2 separate regions of the Zea mays genome follow, and region 2 is linked to region 1. Evidence: chromatin contacts called from public Hi-C data. All regions are on one chromosome and are shown on one strand. The core of a region is the stretch at or near the end of the contact, and the rest is flanking DNA. Distances in the headings are between cores, read along the strand shown.

Evidence for each region. Hi-C and Micro-C count contacts between places; a contact is called where the count stands out from the background.
Region 2: a Hi-C map of ear shows a contact between it and region 1, with 1.8 times the contacts expected there. The contact joins the promoter of LOC100216931 here to the promoter of LOC100284649 in region 1. A contact is called at or near these places in 4 of 25 Hi-C or Micro-C datasets (bundle sheath, ear, root tip and 1 more).

What each region holds. Positions count from the first base shown.
Region 1 is chr2:15,777,164-15,782,242 of Zm-B73-REFERENCE-NAM-5.0, forward strand. It overlaps LOC100284649 (zinc finger, C3HC4 type family protein), which reads left to right and starts at 1,855. Exons shown (of 1, transcript NM_001157544.2): 1 at 1,855-2,630. The coding sequence starts at 1,933. The coding sequence ends at 2,478.
Region 2 is chr2:16,510,441-16,515,458 of Zm-B73-REFERENCE-NAM-5.0, forward strand. LOC100216931 reads right to left here and starts at 1,285. Exons shown (of 5, transcript NM_001366947.1): 1 at 747-1,285; 2 at 497-651; 3 at 287-353; 4 at 88-139. The coding sequence starts at 1,164.

The sequences.
Region 1 (5,079 bases), core at 605-3,104:
ATTAGTAAAACAAAGCTAGTTTATCTTTTCATTTATTTTTTTTAATGTCATTGAAATCTTTGCCCCCTGTCACCTTTTGGCTCATAGGATGTTCATGTATATCAGTGTTGCATGTTTCAGTAAACCACGTGATTGGTTCTCTCCAGCGCTTGGCTCACTGCAACCTGTGGCTCATCAGATGCGGCTCCGTAGATGCAAGCATAAGTTGCTCAATTTAGTTTGGATTGCACCCGTGCCCGCATGCCTCGTCATAGACATGCTCCGTAGATGCAAGCATAAATTTTAAAACATGTTTATACATCAATTAGAATGTTTTGGGAACTTTTTAAAATTTAAGATAATTTTACTTTTTTCTTAGAGTGAATCTAAATTTTGGAAGCTTCAAAATATATTTTTATAAGGTCTAAGTGTTTTTTTGGATTAGAATGTGCAAATGTATCTTCAAGATTTGTTTGGAATTTTTAAAATCTTAAAGATGTTTGTGTGGCTAATAGCTTTATCAAGTATTTATGTTACTTTAACTAAAAGAAGACAAAATTGTTATTAAAGTCTTTTTGAAAAGGGCACATTGATAATTTGAATGATTTTATGAGCTTAGGTCGATATGCAAGTTGTCCACCCAATTGTCTACTATTAAATGTGTTGTAGTCGACTAGCATTTGCAATTATGTACTCCCTTCATTTTTTTATTTGTTGTGGTATAGTTTAAAAATAAACTAGCTAGCCACAAATATTTAATAACGGAGGTAGTAATACGCATCAGCGTGCACATGATCTACTAATATGTATTTAGTTGTTCACGTCATCGTGTCACCCATCCACTAACATTAATTTATAATAGTTTATTTCTTCATATAAGTAATTATACGTAGTCTAAATTTATTTCAAGTTATTTGCAATTCCCACGGTAAGGTACGGGCAGGCTTCTAGCCTATCTAAAATTTTGAATTAGATGAGCTGATGAGGCAGACAAAGGGTAAAAATGGACTTCTTTACAACCTCCAACTCCTCCAACTTGTGACCAACACGTAGTCATCAAGTTCCATAATGCGCTGATGTTCACGCTTCACGTACCGCTACCACGACATTTGTGGTCCAGATGCTGCTGCAACGACCACACGCAAATCGCTATTACGCTGGGGCTCGAAAAATACCACCAAGCCAACTGTTTGGCCACAAGCCCACAACGCTCGATTGCTGCTTCCTCTCTTATAGCCCAACTAGGGATGGCAACGGAGAATTCCCCGTCGGGTTTTAGCTCCCCAAACCCGTCCCCGTGACAAAAAAATTTCCCCGCGGGGATCCCCACGAACGCTTGCGGGGGATATTTCTTCCCCATCCCCGTTCCCCGCGGGGATAAATCCCCGTCGGGGATCCCCATCCCCACTTAAATTATAATTAAATCATACTTCATTTGTTATTAATGTAAAATATTGTCACTTATACACATTGTTAGATGTAAAATTCATTATGTGCACATTAAAATTAATGTATTTGTACAACGGGTGATCTCTTGACAAGGTAATTCTTTACTTTTATCATTAACTATTACATCAAAACATTGTCACATGTAAGTTTAACGGGTCCCCACGGGGAACGGGGATGGGGAATGCTTCCCCATCCCCGTCCCCGTTTACCCGTCGGGGGAGAACTTTTCCCCATTTACATCGCCGTGGGGAAGAAACTTCCCCATCCCCATCCCCTAATAGAGGAATTCCCCGCGGGGAATCGGGGATCGGGTCCCCATTGCCATCTCTAAGCCCAACCGACTGGCGACTGCAACGCGCAACCTCCGCTATTGATGTGCCTGTTGTTGCAGCTTATAAAGAAGCGCCTGTTGCAAGCAAGAATTCCACGCAGGCAGCAGCACGCGGCTGCGCTCGATCAGGCATCAGTGATGTGCTACCACAGCCTACCGCGTATGTATCGCCGATGAGCAACCCCAGCTTCGACCACAGCTACGAGCTCCCTCTGCGGCGAAACCTCCTGCTTCTGCGCGACCTCCTCGACCTCCTCCGCTTCATCGCCGGGGTGATCCTGGACCGCCTCGGCGTCGCGCCGTGCCAGGGCGAGGTGCATCTGCCAGGACAGGCTTTAGGCGGCGTCGGCGAGCATGTCAACGATGTTGACTTGGAACGCCTCCTGGAGGCGATGCTGTGGGAGACCGTGACGCGGTCGCTCACGGCTCCACGGTACAGGCGGCGGCGGGTTGCGCAGCCGGCGGACGTCCAGCTGGACGCAGAAGGCGACGCCGAGGGCGCGGCCGTCTGCGCGATTTGCTTGGCGGGTCTGGAACAGGGAGATTTCCAGGCGGTCGTGGAGCTGTGCGGCTGCTCGCACGCGTTTCACGCCGCCTGCATCGATGCTTGGGTCCGCAGTGGCGACGGTGCGGCCACCTGCCCGCTGTGCCGCGCGCCCATGTTGCCCACGGCGTGGGACGACGTGCAGAGTTCGTTCGGCGCTCGCCGGGGTGACTGAGGTTTCTGTCTCCCTCCCGTATAGTAATTGCTGCGCTAGCACGTCTCGACAGACAGACAGATAGATAGATAAACATGCGCCATCGTCTATAGCGGAAAGATGCAATAATGTGTATGCATGTATTCGCGCGGATCGATCGTTTCCCTCTGAACTAAGATTCTTGCTCTTTTCGGCTTACAAAAAGATTGATGCTCTTATCTGCGTCCGTGCTCGCCTTGCTCGATGCGAGGGAACAGAAGGGGGCGTCCATGACTCCATGCTCGCCTAGGGATTGGGGATTGGGAGGCGGTGTTGTGTGGCTGGGACCTCGATTTAGGTTTGGGAATAAGGCTATCCGCAGCGGGTTCCTCTAAATTTTTCCCCTATATCACTTTTTTGGGTCACATCATCAATAGTGTATCCCCTACTTTTTCATCTCCCGCAGTGGTTTCCCCTAAATATTCCCCCTATATCCCACTACAATATAAAATATAATTTTCTATACCTACTTTTCATCTACTATCAATTTTTCTTCTACTATTAATTAAAGGCGGGCCCACAGGAACAGTGGTAGGGGAGAGCGCGCGCGCTGCAGCTGAGGGGAGAGAGAAGAGTACCGCGCGGTGGAGTGCGCGATAGCGTGCTGCGCTGCGGGCTTTAGCGCGCGCGCTGTAGCCGCCATGCAAGGGAGCGCGCGCGGTAGCGTGCGGCGCTGCGGGCAGTCTAAGGCTAGCTGCAGCGCCATCCGCTACACCCGCGCTCCCCTTTCCCTGTAGCGATTTAGAGCGACGCTCACGCTGCAGCGGCGCGCCCTAAACGGCTCCCTACGTGCTACAGGCGTAGGGGAGGACGCGCACGTCCCCCAGATCAAGGGGAGCACTGTAGCGCCCCCTTGCACAGTGCTCCCCTATTTAATAGTTGAACAAAAATAGAAATAAAAGATGAATAGGGGTAGATAATAATATTTTATAGTTGTAGTGGAGTATAGGGGGATAATATAGGGGAAACCGTTGCAGGAGATGAAAATTTAGGGGGTGAAATGTTGATGATGTGACGCAAAAAAGTGATATAGGGGGGAAAATTTAGGGGGAACGCTTGCGGATAGCCTAAGGCTGTCTGCAGCCATGTCCGCGAGGCCGCCCTCTCCCCTACGTCTAGCGGCTACAGAAGCTCTCTACGGCCGCAACGGCATCCTCTACGAAGCCCCCCACACAGCAGATGTGAACAGCAACACGCTGCAGCTAGTGCGAATTCGCTGTCCCCCTTCAACTATTCATTTGTACGACTGTTTTTTAATAGGTGAAGAAAAAATAGTAATAGATGATGAATAGAGTTGGATAATGATATTTTATAGTTGTAGTGAAGTATAGGGGGAGAATATAGGGAGAACCGCTGTGGGAGATAAAAAAGTAGGGAATGAAATGTTGATGTGACGCAAAAAAGTAATATAGGAGAAAAATTTAGAGGGAACCGCTGCGGACAGTCTAAGAAATGTGATAGGGGAACTTCTGGGATAGCCTCAACAGTTCCTTAAAACCATGGTCTCTATTCTTATTTTAGAGAAAAAGAGAGAAAAAAATATGTCCAACAGTCTAAGATCTAACCTCCTTATTTTCTCGAGGTCGAATACCATGCCATGCGCTGCGCAAATTTTTGCCGCTCGCCAAGCTCTCAATCCACTCTGTTGTTCCCAGTCCGCGCCATTTTCCTCCATTCTCGCCTCGGCCCGCTCACCTCTCCTCTCGCGCCCGCCACGGCAGCTGCCGCCCCATCCTTCGGCGAATAGGATTTCTTCAAGATCCAGCGGATCCCAACGCTGGCGCTGGCATCGGCGGCACAGAGCCGAAGAAGCGGAAGCAGAAGCCTAGTGGCGCGCTAGCGGTGCTGAAGAAGAAGAGGCGGAGGCCGCTGCCCTTCATCCCCAGCACTGACCCGGCGCAGCGGCTCTGGCAGATGTTGTGCCTGCTCGTTTTTTCAGCTTGTTGCAACAGCAAAAGAGTATTCTCCGGGTTTGGAACACGCAGCCGCAACACAGCCAAAGGTAGTGGAAGCGATTGGAGAGCAACGATGCTGTAACGTCCTGAATTTGGGGTAGAATTTTTCTTCTTTTCTCTCACCAAATTCGGGCGTTACTCTCTTTTCTCTTTCCCCGTTTGCTCCTTCTTCCCAATTTCAAACCAGTATAGCGGCAGGTGTCCGTGTCATGTATAAACCAAAACCTAAGTGTCATGGGTGTTGCATCATGCCGAAGCACATTTCTCTGTCTGATGATGAGTGTTTGTCTCGTTCCGGATTTCGGTTCGCGATTTAATTCCGTTTAGTGGTCGCGCTCGTCGTGGGTTTTCGATCCGCAAAGTGGCCCGGCCCAGCCCAACCTAGTCCAGCCTAGCCCAACCGGCCCGGCCCGCCCCGGCCTGCGCGCCCCCGGCGCCCAAACCCCCCCATGCGCCCCCCTCCTCTCTCTCTCTCTCATTTGGATCTCCCGCGCAACAACCTCTCCTCTCCCTCTTCCACCTCTCTCTCCCCGTGGTGCCCTAGGGTTTGGAGACGACGATCACCGGATTTTGGACCCCGAGGTGAGCTCCCCTCCCCTCCCCTTCTCTCTCTCCCTCTCCCTCCTCT
Region 2 (5,018 bases), core at 35-2,534, 730 kb after region 1:
ACATCTATCGAGTGGCTAGCCACAAATATGCTTGGATGTTCGTGACCCTAGGATCGCTGAACACGAGTGCATATAAGTTTTCAGTACCTGCACACCTTCCCCGATTCAGCATCGAAATAGTATTCCGTGTACCCGGTTGCTGAAACAGCAGGACGACAGTAAACACCGTGTCAGGGCCCGAGCAAAATACGCATAAAACAGCCGGCGAACTGAGGTGAGCAACAACATGAATGGACCAGCAGGGATCAAGCCCTGGTTTGGCTCACTTCAACAAAACTGGAATCACCTGACAGAATAGGCCTCCAGGGGAACGACATGACACAGCTGAAACGCCAGTGCCCGATCGACTTGTCCTGCAACCGGATGCATCGAGCAGCGGCACACACATCAGTCGGTTTTTGTTCATTTGTTTTTACCACCAATGGTTGACACATCTCGGTGTTTCAAATTACAAAGTTATAGACTTCTGTTGCTGGAGAGTGTGGTTCGCACGTACCTCCAGGTCCTCCCATTTAGTGAGCTTCATGTTCGATTTCTCGAGCAGAGACCCAAAATTAGTGCAGTTCCGTTTGAACCGCCGCAGGCCTCTGAACGAGCCCGCCGGGTCGGCGAACTCGCAGTCCTCCTCGTAAGCTCTCAGCGTGAGATTCCCTACGAAACGAGCCGGAACGCACACGGCACGCGTTCCGTTCTCAGATAATTAATCAAGCACGTACCCGTGACAGTTCATTGGAGAAGATTGAGACCTGTGACGAAGTACGACCGCGCGAAGTCCGCCTTAATGGCCTCGGCCACTCCCGCGTGGTCCAGGTCCAGGGCCCCCGCCACCGCCGCCGCTTCGCCCTCTGCGTCACCGCCACCGCCAGCATCCCCCTCCTGAGGCGACGACGGCGCGGGCCGGAGAAGCGACGCGGCGATGCCGAGGAGCTCGGAGCCGTACCAGGCGGCCTTGAGGACGGCGTTCTCCGAGCGGGAGGATGAGGGGGACGTCGCGGTCTCGGCTCCCGCGCCACGGGAACGGGATCCGGCGACGGGTTTCTGCGCATGCGCCCTCAAACGGCTGCTAGAACCCGTCGGTGGCCTACGGAGGACGGCTGCGGCGCTCCTGCCATGACGGCCGGTGGTCAGCGTAGAGCTAGCTGGACCTGCGTGCTGCAAGGCCATGCGATTTTTTCCGTGCTCGCCTCGCCGGTGAGGAACTCAGGATTCAGGAAATCCGCTAGTTTCTCGTTGCCAGTTTGTCTTGATTCTTGAACAGGACTCAGGGACAAGGAGTGACCGGAGCGTGACCATCAAACGTGCGGCTATGATTAACTGGGATGAAAATAAAAAAAAACGTGATACTGGGCCTCTTTAGGAGCCCGTTTACTCAGTTAAGGTCCATGGATATACGGGGAAAAAACTCATGTTGGCCTGTTGGGTCATGAGTGCGATCGAGTCGTAGATGTGTGGGCCCGATCACGATCACGATCACGTGGAAGTACATGGACTGGAACGCAAGTTGGGCTACTTGCTTGGTGAGTCTCCAGCGATGGTCCACAGGTCCAGGTCCAGGTCCACGTACATTAGAGTTTTATTTATTTACACTCCAACTGGACCGACCAAGTGGTACGCAAACAAAGAGAACTGATTCCAAGTTTTAATCTTGATTTATTTATTCAGAAAGAAATGGGGTTGGCGTTCAAAGATTCAACTCAAAGTTTCACGAAGGCACATGCGAGAGAAAGCTGGCATTGTACGTATTTCCCAGTCTCTCGTCAATATTCTCTGTAGAACCATCGGTCGCGTTCCTTTTTTCCATAAACGCATGCGCAATGGTTCCATAACACATGCAGAAATACTGCCGGTCGATTGAACTGTCGTGGAAACAGGACAGACACACACATGGAGCACACGGTAATAATAGCGATTAGCATGCGAGGCCTGAGCTGAGTCTACGAAGAGCAGCTCTACTACAACTAGCACGCTTCTTGTTTGACACTGGTCATCATCACACGTTCATGGGTTTTCCGAACTTGATTGGACGAACCATAGCAACGAACGATACGAAACGCTGTTGCCTCTCTGCCTGCGCAAGAATGTCGTGGAACTGCCAAGCGCTCGTGAATTAGAGCATGTTCGAAACATGAATCCAGCGGGTGGCATCGTATGACCAATGGAATGGCCGCATGGGCAACTAGCTACTCCGGGCCGGGGGACCGATGACCGACAGACCGAGACGACGTCGCTTGCCACCGCCCACCGGCGCCCGAACCGTGATCATTCTTGTCACCTCGCCGCGGTCGCTGTCTCGGCCAGCGTCTTGTGAAACGCCACGTACCCGGCCAGCAGGCTGCATGCAAAAAGGACAGAACAGAATGATCATCTGGACAGAAATTAAGACGGGGCCGGGCTACTGTCAAGGGAAGACTGTTTTGCCAATCCATGATGAATAAGACGCGCGCGTGGGGTTTTTGATATGCAGCAGTGGTGCTTGCAGGCTGGCCCTGGAGTTGAACGCGGCGTCGGATCGAGTCGGAGCCTTGTCACACACACCCATGCATGCACGCATCTGGACACCAGCTTTAATTACCACTGTTCCTCACTTTGCCCTTTCGGCTGTCCTGGAAAAACAACTGCGCACCTAACGGGTTGGTTGATTTGAATCTACAGCCTTGCCGGCCGTCGCCGTTTCACCCACATATGCAGTGATATCAAATTATCAATATCATGCGGTCATGCCATGCGCATGGTATCTGTCTGCCAGTGCCGCGTTGCCTTGTCAAAGCAGGCCACCGCAAAAAGCATTCTTGGACACTAACTAAAGCTGTTGCCTGTGTTGACTCCACTGAGAGTACTGATTTGTGGTCTGTGTAGCCGCGCACAGTACACGTGGCATATATACTGATATATCCCCGTTCAGTCTTTGTTCCCTCCGGCTGTGTCTATATACTACAGCTGAACTGATCGAGCACAAAGATTTCGAAGGCGAGGTACATTTGCATTGGTCAGAGAAGTACACTTGCATTGGTCAGGGAAGCTGTTGACGTGAGAAGCAGTTACTAACCGAACATACTACTCATTCCTATGTAAAGAAAAATACGCCACATATAAGTTTTAAAAATCGGTTAGCTAGCGCTTGATGAAATTTCTAGCAAATGATGCTCGCACTTTTTTTTACTCTAAATCATTTTTACATAAAAGTATAGTCATCTAATAACATCAATTTATTATAATAAGTATTAATGTTTCTATTTATAATTGGTCAAAATGAAAATGCTAAAATAATACCTTGTGCTAGAATTGCATTCGGCGCGGAGCGGAGGGAGCACACAATACGCATGGCTGGCTGACGTGCTGAACGCGAGTTTCTTGGAGACCACGCATGTCAGCATGTGCGGTGCTGCGGATCGGACCAACAACAAAGCACGTCGTGTTCCTGCGCGCTGCTGCAGTCTGTAGTCGTGAGACTGCCCAGAGTCCACCACACGGTTTATTTCGGTGGACCGCCAAAGCACTGTGCCGTGCGGAACAGGTGAAACGGGTGCCGGACAGGGACAGCAGAGGTAGTGCAGTTGAAACGAGCATCGCCAACCCTGTGATGGAGATGAGTGATGGGGCTGCTAGGTGAACGCCGGTGCATGCTGACACGACGACACGCAATACAACCGGAGGATCCCTTCCCCTATAGTGTACCCTACATATCGGGCGACCACCGACCATCCCTGCTGACCTGCACCGCCTCATGCACCGGACACCAGATGAATGGTGTTTGGTATGGTCTCGTCCAGCCGGCCGGTTCTTATCGGGCACCACGATTTCAGGTCACTCGTCTATTCCATAATAGCTCTGACTCTGAAAAAATCAGATCTAGAATACTAAATCTATAATGGGACGGAGGGAGTAGTAGCTTTAATTTAGGTTTAAGATCTCACAGGTGCTAAAACATTATCTAAAAGAGAGCTTTAGGCTTCTTTAGTCTAGGGACTAAAGTTTAGTTATGGAGCTAAAGTTTAGTCCATAACATGTTTGGTTTTAAGGGCTAAAAGTAGTAAGAATATACTAAATGACTCATAAGAAGACTAAAATGGCATTTAACATTCTCCTGCTATTAATACAATTGAACTAAATGAAGGTAAATGTGGAATTAATATGATTTAGTCCCTTCTAGCACATATGTAAAGGACTAAATACCAAATTATTTTAGTCCTAGTGTTTGGCAAAAAAAAGACTAAATGAGACAAAAAAAACTAGAGACTAATGTTTAGGCCCTGTTTGGTTCCTTTAGTCACTAGACTAAATTTTAGTGACTAAAGTTTAGTCGCTAAAGTACCCTGTTTGGTTCCAGTGACTAAACGGACTAAAGAGCATTAATTGATGTGAATAATGACTGTTTTACCCCTATTAATTAATGGATGTTTGCTATAATAAGAAAGTTCAGAGGGCAAATAAGGTAAAAATATTATTTTAGTCCCTTTTAGTTACTCCTTGGTGACTAAAGAACTAAAGTTTAGTCACCCTATTTTAGTCACCATGTTTGTTTCTTTAGGGACTAAAAATGACTAAAATTTAGTCACTAAACTTTAGTCACCCTAAACCAAACGGGGCCTTAGTCCCTCTAACCAAACACCCCCTTACTGAGGCCTGTTTGTTTACCCCCATGGATTATATAATCTGGATTATTTTTGGAGGATTATATAATCTGGATTATATAATCTGGATTATATAATCTCGGTAGTCCTGTTTGTTTACCCAGATTATTTGAGTTGTTAATAGGATTCTTTTGTATGAGAAAGACAAGAATGCCCTCTATATTTGTACTAGGTTGAAACTCATATATGAAAAAAAAAATCAATTGACATTGGCAAATATTGCATTAGCAATATTATCACGGAAGGCATTCATGTCACCTTCTTCATCCTCAAATTGACTAGTACTAGGCGCAAAAACGATTCGGTGGATTATAATGGCAATGGTGGGTAATTTCTAGGAAACTTGAAAGGGTAGTGGGGAAGTGGGAAAAAATAATCTGAAATAAG